Linked DNA regions of Xenopus tropicalis: region 1 is linked to region 2. Evidence: chromatin contacts called from public Hi-C data. All regions are on one chromosome and are shown on one strand. The core of a region is the stretch at or near the end of the contact, and the rest is flanking DNA. Distances in the headings are between cores, read along the strand shown. Region 1 has its middle 21 kb from the start of espn. Region 2 has its middle 14 kb from the start of acot7.

Region 1 (4,582 bases), core at 1,315-3,814, 62 kb before region 2:
AATTTTTCCATACTCTTACTGCCCCTCCCCTGCAGTACCACTATTCATGGATAGCAGCCCTGTGCATAGTATGTTATGCCCTTGTTTGGACACTTACCTTCAGGCTTGGACTGCCAATCTGTGGATTCTGGCAAATGCCAGAGGGGCTACTGTTAAATGCCATAGACAGTCACAATTTATTGGACCCATGGTCCTGTAATCCCTCTGTATTGTTTAAAAATGTATTTTCCTGTGTTGTTCACACCTTTTAATCCTTGCATTGATCAACCCCTGCAGTGTTCACACCTCAGGCTCAGGCTGTAATCACCCCCATTGTTCAAACCTCAGACATTGTAGGTACTGCCTGGACTATGCTGCCTGTGTGTATGGCACACACAGGGAACATAGGGTAGGCAGAATATGACACATAGGCAGCATAGGGCAGGGAGGGTATGGCACACACAGGCAGCATAGGGCACGGCACACACAGGCAGGGTAGGGCAGGCAGAGTATGGCACACACAGGCAGCACAGGGCATTTAGAGTATGGCACACACAGGCAGCATAGGGCAGGCAGAGTATGGCACACACAGGCAGGGTAGGGCAGGCAGAGTGCTGCCTGTGTGTGCCATACTCTGCCTGCCCTATGCTGCCTGTGGGAGGTGAACATGGCAGGGGTTTGTTCTGGGAGTTTGTTAGCATTTGGAAATAGCCGTTAAGTGGTCCCTAAGGTGTGTAATTATGTGCTGGGGGTTGCTGTGCTATCCACAGGGGAGGAGGAGGCATATGGATTTAAGGGTATATCTTAATATGACATAATATAATTATTTCACATATGAATGATGGTTGATATCCCCACAGTAAGGACCAAGCATTTGGTTTTTTGCTGAACTACCACCATTGTGATAAAATAGGTGTGGTTTGAAGTGAGTGTGGTTTAAAAAAGGGGAGTGGTCAAAACTGGCTTCCATTAGCGGCCCTCCACCATGTATGCAAGAGAAATTCCAGCCCTCGGCACCACAGAAGTTGGACAGCACTGGTCTATGACATTAATGTCATGCCTTTGCTTCAACATAATTGTATTAATCAGATCTATTATAACCTTGGCATCACCATTAGCAATGAGCAAACTCTAACATCCAGTAACAGTTTGGGGGCAAAATTTGCAGTCTCACCAACAACTGGTTTGCCACAGAAAAAAAACACTGTCTGTTTCACCAGAAAAAAATACATGTGTCATTATTATTCACTCCTTGCCTTTAATCAACCAATGGGATTAGAACATTCCCCAGCCCTACCTTGTTACACAAACAAGCACAGGGTAGGGTTGCCGCCTCACCCCTTTAATACCAGCCACATATTGAATTTACATCCTGCATGGCTTATTAGCAGTGAACGCAGAATCAATCTAATTAATTGCTAACTGGCCATGCAGGATGTGGATCCATTCTGTGGCTGGTAAAGGGGCGAGGTGGCAACCTTATCCCCGGGACAGCTCATTAAATATATGGGGGAGGGTGGGAAGGTCTCACATTCAATTAATTGATAAAGACAAGGGAAGCACAATAATGAGTCAGAGTTTCTCTGTGGTTTTTTTCTCATGGCAAAATACTATGTTTTTTTCTAGTAAAACAAAATGCATAGCAAAATTCTAGCATGGATTTGCAACTATTTTCACTGCAGGTTTTGCCAGGAAACTGTACAGGGCAAAAAGTTTGCCCATTCCTTGTGGCAAGTACCTGCTGTAAGGGTGAAGACACACAGAGATACTAGTAGCAGCTACTTGTCATGGCTACTATAAGGGCTCTGGCACACGGGGAGATTAGTCGCCCGCGACAAAACTCCCTGTTCGCGGGCGACTAATCTTCCCGAGTTGCCATCATTGTCGGCGGTGGGATGGCACATGCGGCGGCGCAAATTCGGGAAATCGCAGAAAAAGCCTTGCGAGGCAACTTTGGCGATTTCCCGAAATCGTGCCGCCGCGTGTGCCATCCCACCGGTGGGATGGCAGGTGATGGCAACTCGGTGAGATTAGTCGCCCGCAAACAGGGAGTTTTGTCGCAGGGCGACTAATCTCCCCGTGTGCCAGAGCCCTAAAAGACTGCTGATCTTTTACTGATAATTGTCTCTACCTGTGTTTTAGCAGAGGCAATCCTCAGTATTGTCTATGGCAGGGGATTTTCCAGGGCTAAGTAGCTGCTACTAGTAGCTCTGTGTGTCTTCACCCCAATGTGACTTGTATTGGCACTTCTCACTTGCTGTCTCTATTAAATCTGAAACTCCACATCGATGTTTGAAGTGCATTTCCCATGTATGTCAGCCCTCCTTCCTTTGGATCAGTTAGAATGTTGCTGTATAGAGGTATGGAAGGTATATAAGAATGCATGTGTAGAGCTCACACTTCCTGGCAGCTGCCTGCTCTATAACGAGTCAGTGAGAGATTAATGAGACTCAGGCGATTCCTGTCAATGACTTTCAGTTCATTATGGGAAGATAAAGAAAGGAACGTTAGTAAATAGTTGGCCCATCTGCTTCTGTGTCACTGCCCCTGACGCGTGCAGCTCTCATGCCCGGAGCCCTCACAGTCCGGCACTTCCGCCCCCCCCCCCCTCCATGAACTTGGTGCGATCCAAGGAAAAGCTTAGAGACTGGGGACCACCCACACAGGCAGGATCGGGAGGGGGAGGAAAACCAATACGTGAAATACTGAAGGGGTTGTGATTTTATACTGTGTAGCAACCGAAGCCCACAGGAGGGGGAGTCGTTTGCCAGGACGTTTATTTTCATATTAAAAACAAAAATAATAATAGTAATAAATACAGATTAGTTGCATCTTTTTGTATTTCAACTCAAAGAACCACCTTTCTGTGACTGGGGACGGGTGGCTGATTCCCCATTGGGCTGATTCTGACCTGAGGGCAGGGAAAATAAATAATGATAATTTACTTGGATCAATTGTGTAAAGATAAATAGTATCAGTGTGAACACTGTTGGGGCTACCGGGACAACAATTAAAGAAGCACAGGCAGGTAGGATTTCAGCACCAACAAGGGAACAGCGCAGACTCCATGGTGAGACGTTGATACATTTCAATACTGTAAGACAAAAAGACAAAAAGACAGCAACTATTTTGACGTCCATCTACTAAAGGTTAATAGAAATAGAATAGGGAACGGGAGGCTGTTAAGTATAAAATAACAGTGGAGAGTAGAAAGGACGCCATTTACAAATAGGCTATTAAAGGAACAGTAACACCAAAAAATGAAAGAGCTTTAAAGTAATAAAAATATAATGCACTGTTGCCCTGCACTGGTAAAACTGGTGTGTTTGCTACAGTAACACTACTATAATTTATATAATAAGCTGCTGTGTAGCCACGGGGGCAGCCATTCAAGCTGGAAAAAAGGAGAAAAAGCACAGGTTACATAGCAGATAACAGATAAGTTCTGTAGAATACAATAGTGTTTTATCTGTTATCTGCTATGTGCCTGTGCCTTTTCTCCTTTGAATGGCTGCCTCCATGGCTACATAGCAGCTTATTTATATAAATTATAGTAGACTTTCTGAAGTAAACACACAACTTTTACCAGTGCAGGGCAGCAGCACATTATATTTTAGTTACTTTTATACACTTTCATTTTTTGGTGTTACTGTTCCTTTAAGATATAGAATACAAACGACTAGTCAGAGATTATGCACTGGGAATTGTCTATGTAAAAGAGATAAGATAAAGGGAAAGGAGCTGAAGACACACAGAGCTACTAGTAGGAGCTACTTGTAGTGGCTACTAAAATAGACAATGCTGATCATTTACTGATTAGGGTCTCAACCTGTGTTTAAGCAGAGGCAATTCTCAGTATTGTCTATGGCAGGGGATTTTCTGGAATTTAGTAGCCATGAAAAAGTAGCTGCTACTAGTAGCTCAGTGTGTCTTCACCCTAGAGGTCTAGAATATCCTCTGATGCATAGAGACATGAACGGAGAAATGAATGAATGCAGTACAATGAGTCGTTATGAGATAAAAAGAAGCGGCTACCAATTAGTATAACTGGGATGGGAGATCTTATTGTGTAAAATTGCCCCCATCTGCTCCCTGCTTTGTTCCCTGACGCGTGCAGCTCTTGTGCCCAGTACTGAATTATTCCCATCATAGGGATCCCAAGGGCCTCAGTGTGGGAAAGGGCTGCCGGCATAACGGTTTCTACAATAACTGCCCTGATAATAAGCAGTCATGTGAAGGGCCCCCTGCTGTGGCTGGAGTGCAACTCCAAGTATTCCACTTTTATAACGTTTGGTAACTGCTGGAGAGAAACAGTAACAATGGGCACAGCAGATCTAGCGGCTTTTGAGTTGAGAGGATAGAGGCTACTGCCTAAAATACATTGTGCGCATGCGCATATAATAGAAAAGATTCGGTAATCCCGAAATTGATGTTCAGTGTAAGGATTGCTGGATCTGTAGGACTTTCATACATCTTCTTAAAACGTGTGTGCTTTGTTTAAAAGTTTTTTTTTTTAAAAAAACACTGTCCGTTTTACAGTTAAAAAGAGCCATATATAAAGTGTTTTCATTGACCCATCCTTTGGAGAGTTGTGTTGATAGTT
Region 2 (4,409 bases), core at 884-3,383:
GTTATGGACCCTGGGGACAGATAACAAGCACAGTGAAATTTCTCATTTACGTTTCTGTTATCTGGGAACATGGGAAAATGTGAATCTGATGCTGTCCACGCTTTGAAAAAGGTTTCTAAGGGTAAAATCAGTGTTTGCCATGATTTATTACTGAAGCATGAAAATAAGAATTATATGGCTGTGAATTTTGTATCCACTATATACATACACTTATACAGTATATATATATATATATATATAGTATATATATATATATACAGTAGATATGTTTGGGTGAAAAAAGAAGCAAGGTTCAATTCTGTATCAATTTTAATATGTTTAAAATGTATAAAATTGAACTCACAGCTGGAAGTTACCAAGTATGCACAGATATGGGATCCATATCCCATACCTGTGCATATTTTCAGAAAGTTCTGAATAACGGGAAGGCCACCTCCCAAAGGTTATTATATTATAATTTTTGAAAATTGTTTCATTTTTTCCTCTGTAATAATAAAACAGTACCTTGTACTTCATCCCAACTAAGATATAATTAATTAGCAACAAACCTATTTGGTTTTATTTAGGTTTTTATTTATGATTTTTTAAGTAGACTTAAGGTATGGAAATCTAAAGTATGGAAAGACCATTTATGCAAAACCCCAGGCCCTGAGGATTCTGGATAACAGGTCCCATACCTGTACTGAAATAACAGGGCTCAGTTTATTTGTTAATCCACATAAATTTTTTTCTTGCTATGGTAGGCAGTATATGGGACAACTATTAGAGCTTGTAGCAAAAACACAAGTGTGGAATTCTGCATCATATGTTTCAGGGATGCTCCATCCAACTTCCTCTATCTTACAGCACTGAATTGTGTTCACCTGGGGCTCCAGGCCGTAATAATTTTGGAACCAGTACTGGAGGAAGGCCGAGCAGTTAATTCTCTGCCTTCTGCGTTAGACTCAGATGCCTAGTCCAAAGAATTGCCACTGTGGCTTTCCAGCTGTAATGATTTCAGGGTAAGAACCAGAAGTCAAAATGAGAACATGTTTAAACAGATAAGCATTAATTCACATAGTGCTATCTCTTTGGTTCCCAACATACCCTTAGGTCCCTCTAAAACAGAAAAGAAAATAAACCTAACATATTCGTTTTATTAAACTTTCCAGGTTAGGAATCAGCATTGGAATATAGAGAGCAAAGGCTGAATGTGCCTCATGAATTCAAAGCTGCCTGCATTCAGTAGTGCTGTATTCATAAGAGGAAGGGGAGACCATACGTACAGACCCCCTCCCATTCCTTATTTTACAGAGTGGAGCCCTAGGCACAAGTGCACTTCAAATGAGAACTAAGGCGCAAGCTTTCACTTTTAGTCATAGTAAATGACTCCTTATTTGTTTCTGGGATTATGCTATCTTACAAAATGGCCTGCTAGGGTTCCATTACCCTGTTCGATAGACAGACTGAAAGATTAATAGCAAGTGTTTGAACAGAAACATAAACAGGTGATTAAAAATCAATTCAGAATCAGAATTCTGGTTGCCAGAAGTTGGTGACCCGGCAACCACATAGAGTCAGAATATAAGAGCAAATGATCTCATTTAATTAAAGCAATTAAGGTGCGGGTTGCCTTGTGTTCACAGGGGACTTTTTTGAAATGTTTCCTCCAACTGAAGTGTAGGCTTTATTAGTCCGCACATCTGTTTGGAGAAAACTTTTAGGAATACAGGTGCCATTTAAATGAAACATTTAGCAAAATATAGATGCTATTCTTTATAGCATTTATTAAAAGTCACACATACAAACTTGGTTTCAGTTGGAAATGAAAGTAGCAAAACATGCCATTGTTTATGAAAAGATAGCTTGTCTGTGTCTGTGCAATCTTCCTAAATGACTGCCACCAATAATGGGTATCTATTAAGTGTATATTGCAGGATTTATGTAGGTTCAAAGGTTATAGAGCCACCATAATCTAATGAGTGTAACTTTTCACTATAACAACGTGTTACCTTGACCATTCAGGAGCATGAGCGGAGCTTGTTGCCACTCAGAAGAAAGAGGATATTTAAGATTAGCTTTGTATTCCTCTGTGTGCTTTGATGATCTTATCTCTGATGCTTAAACTGGACAAGAGATCTCTTCTCTGTGACATGATCAAAGCCTTACACAAGAGGGACAATGGGTCTCTGTCATCAGCTGCCCAAGTGTTATTCAGATTCGACTTGTACTATGTTTTATCTTATATGTGGAGCAAAACCCTTGGAAATAGCATTACATATATATTCTGTAGCAAAATACACAGTATACTGGTTTATCAAAAGGGAATTACATACATAAATAAATAAAGGGAAAAAAGGGAATTCTAAGCAACATTAGTCTACATTCCAATATACATTAATCAAACCTTGTCAGTGGTTTTAAAGTTTTTGTAAGTGTAATTGCTATTAATAGCAGTATCTGTCTGACTGTTAACATTCTGTGGACTCCTTGCTCTGACTCCTGAAATATTATTGCAAACCAACTGACTTGGAGGAGAACTGATTTGTTACATAAAATCCAGACTTAGAGAACAAAAATGGATAAGCAAAATGTATTGGCATGGAGAAGAGAAGACCAAGATTTAATTACGTTAGTAGCAGTGGCTGTTGGTCTACAGTACAGGGTTATCCATTTAGGGGCATGTAAGCTGCCTGCTTCCATTAAAAGATTTTTTAAGGCACCAAGCCCCCAAGACTTTTTTTGTGAGAGATGACCAGTTTATGTTGTGCCTTTTCTAGTGTGACTGACACTTTAAGCAAAAGTGCCTTTAAAAGATGCTCCTTCCTTCCCTCAAGCACCCACACTTGCACCTGTATCTGTAAAATCTGCCAAACCCTGTTGTTTGTATGCATATTTCAATCATTCTGCTGATGTTTCACTGTTTATTGCCTAGTCTGACCCTTGCCTGGAAGGGCCAGTCCTTAGTCTGCTTCAACCTGAAATGGCAGACCTAATGCCACAACCTTGCCCTGCTGTGCTTAGATAACAGTTGCTCTGTGCACTAAAAGAGCTGAATTTTGTGAGTAAAAAAATTAGCTTTCAAATCTGTGTCAGATCGTGGTGTCTGGGGCCCACCAGGGATGCCACATCTGCCCCGCCCCCCAGTTGTGACCTCTTCGGTTTATTCATCAAACCCCCTGACAGACTTTAACTTGCACCCCCTTATTTGACCATACCTTGGACCCTGCGATCAGGGTGGAGAACTCAAAAAATAGGGACCAGGTCTGGGTCAGCAGGGCCCACTGGGTTTTTTTTCAGTCCAGTCCATCCCTGTCTAGGGTGGTTATTTGCTGCCTCTGGTAAAGTACACCTGAGGAAAGATTCACCTTGTCTAATTGCTTAAATGCCTGTGTAGCCTGGACATGACTATCAAATCTCATACTACAACACTGCTTGCTCCTGTGGTCTTTGGTCTGTCTGTCCTACAGGGTTTCTGAAAGTCCAGGGCCGCAATAGGGTCTTGGCAAAAACATGATTATCTGTGGGGTTATCTATTTCTTGCCAAGGGGATTTGACAGCTGGCAGAATCATTACAATATATGGATTTCCGTATCACTACACTACAGCATATGGTGAATTTTTCTCATATCCCTTAATAATTACACAAATGTTTCTCTATAATAAGTAGTGCTGTTAAACTGGATTCCAGCGGACCATTTGCATCCTTCAAAGTGAAATTTTGCATCCAACACCCTGCTAGGGTTGCCACGTATTCCCTTTAATGAGCATAATTATAAACTCCACATTCTAATTGTCAGAAAGCAATACATTAAGATACATGTAGCATGGCTGCACAAATAGGAATGTGAAAAAAATTTTCATATCAGGGTTAAAAGGCAATACAAACAAAGTAAAAACAAAAACCAGATGGGTGGCATGAGATTGTTGAAGTGCGAATAACCTAAAAAGTACAAGTAGCGGAAGGGTCTACTCCAACACGTACTGTATATGTTACCTCTGCCTATGTCCAGGATAAGGCCCCCTAGGCATTTAGTCTAGCCTCACTTCTAGTATTGCAGAGTCAACCATTTTCCTCACATTGTTATGTGGTTGCCACCATTCCCTCTTAGGACCATGGCCCATGGTTAACATAGTGGACAGTGGAGTAGTTCCACGAGGCCACACTACAGAGTTCAAATTAGAACAGAGGTGGCAGAGCAGGCGAAAGTGCTTGAACATAAAAAAATCTTAGTTCACTGTTTAGGAAACAACTTTAAGGGCAGTAGTTGTCAAGCTTTCTATTCATCAGAACCTCAGAGACATATAGTCAACACCCAGACTTCACCCACTTGTATCATCACTACCAAAATTACAGGTTATGGTACAGCTGTCTGCAAATATTCCTGGTAGCTAATTGTTTACAATGCAGTGACAGAATACTGTAATGC

What was found. Hi-C and Micro-C count contacts between places; a contact is called where the count stands out from the background.
Region 1: a Hi-C map of neurula embryo shows a contact between it and region 2, with 2.3 times the contacts expected there. The contact joins two enhancer-like sites. A contact is called at or near these places in 5 of 5 Hi-C or Micro-C datasets (brain, gastrula embryo, liver and 2 more).

What each region holds. Positions count from the first base shown.
Region 1 is chr7:99,069,698-99,074,279 of UCB_Xtro_10.0, reverse strand. No RefSeq gene overlaps it. Among named protein-coding and RNA genes, the nearest start is that of espn, 21 kb to the left of the region's middle. Within about 2 kb of position 2,564, at least 2 of the 11 cell types and tissues checked have an H3K27ac peak or open chromatin away from gene starts, as enhancers often do. A contact at or near this core is called in neurula embryo, where this site is marked.
Region 2 is chr7:99,007,900-99,012,308 of UCB_Xtro_10.0, reverse strand. No RefSeq gene overlaps it. Among named protein-coding and RNA genes, the nearest start is that of acot7, 14 kb to the right of the region's middle. Within about 2 kb of position 2,133, at least 1 of the 11 cell types and tissues checked has an H3K27ac peak or open chromatin away from gene starts, as enhancers often do. A contact at or near this core is called in neurula embryo, where this site is marked.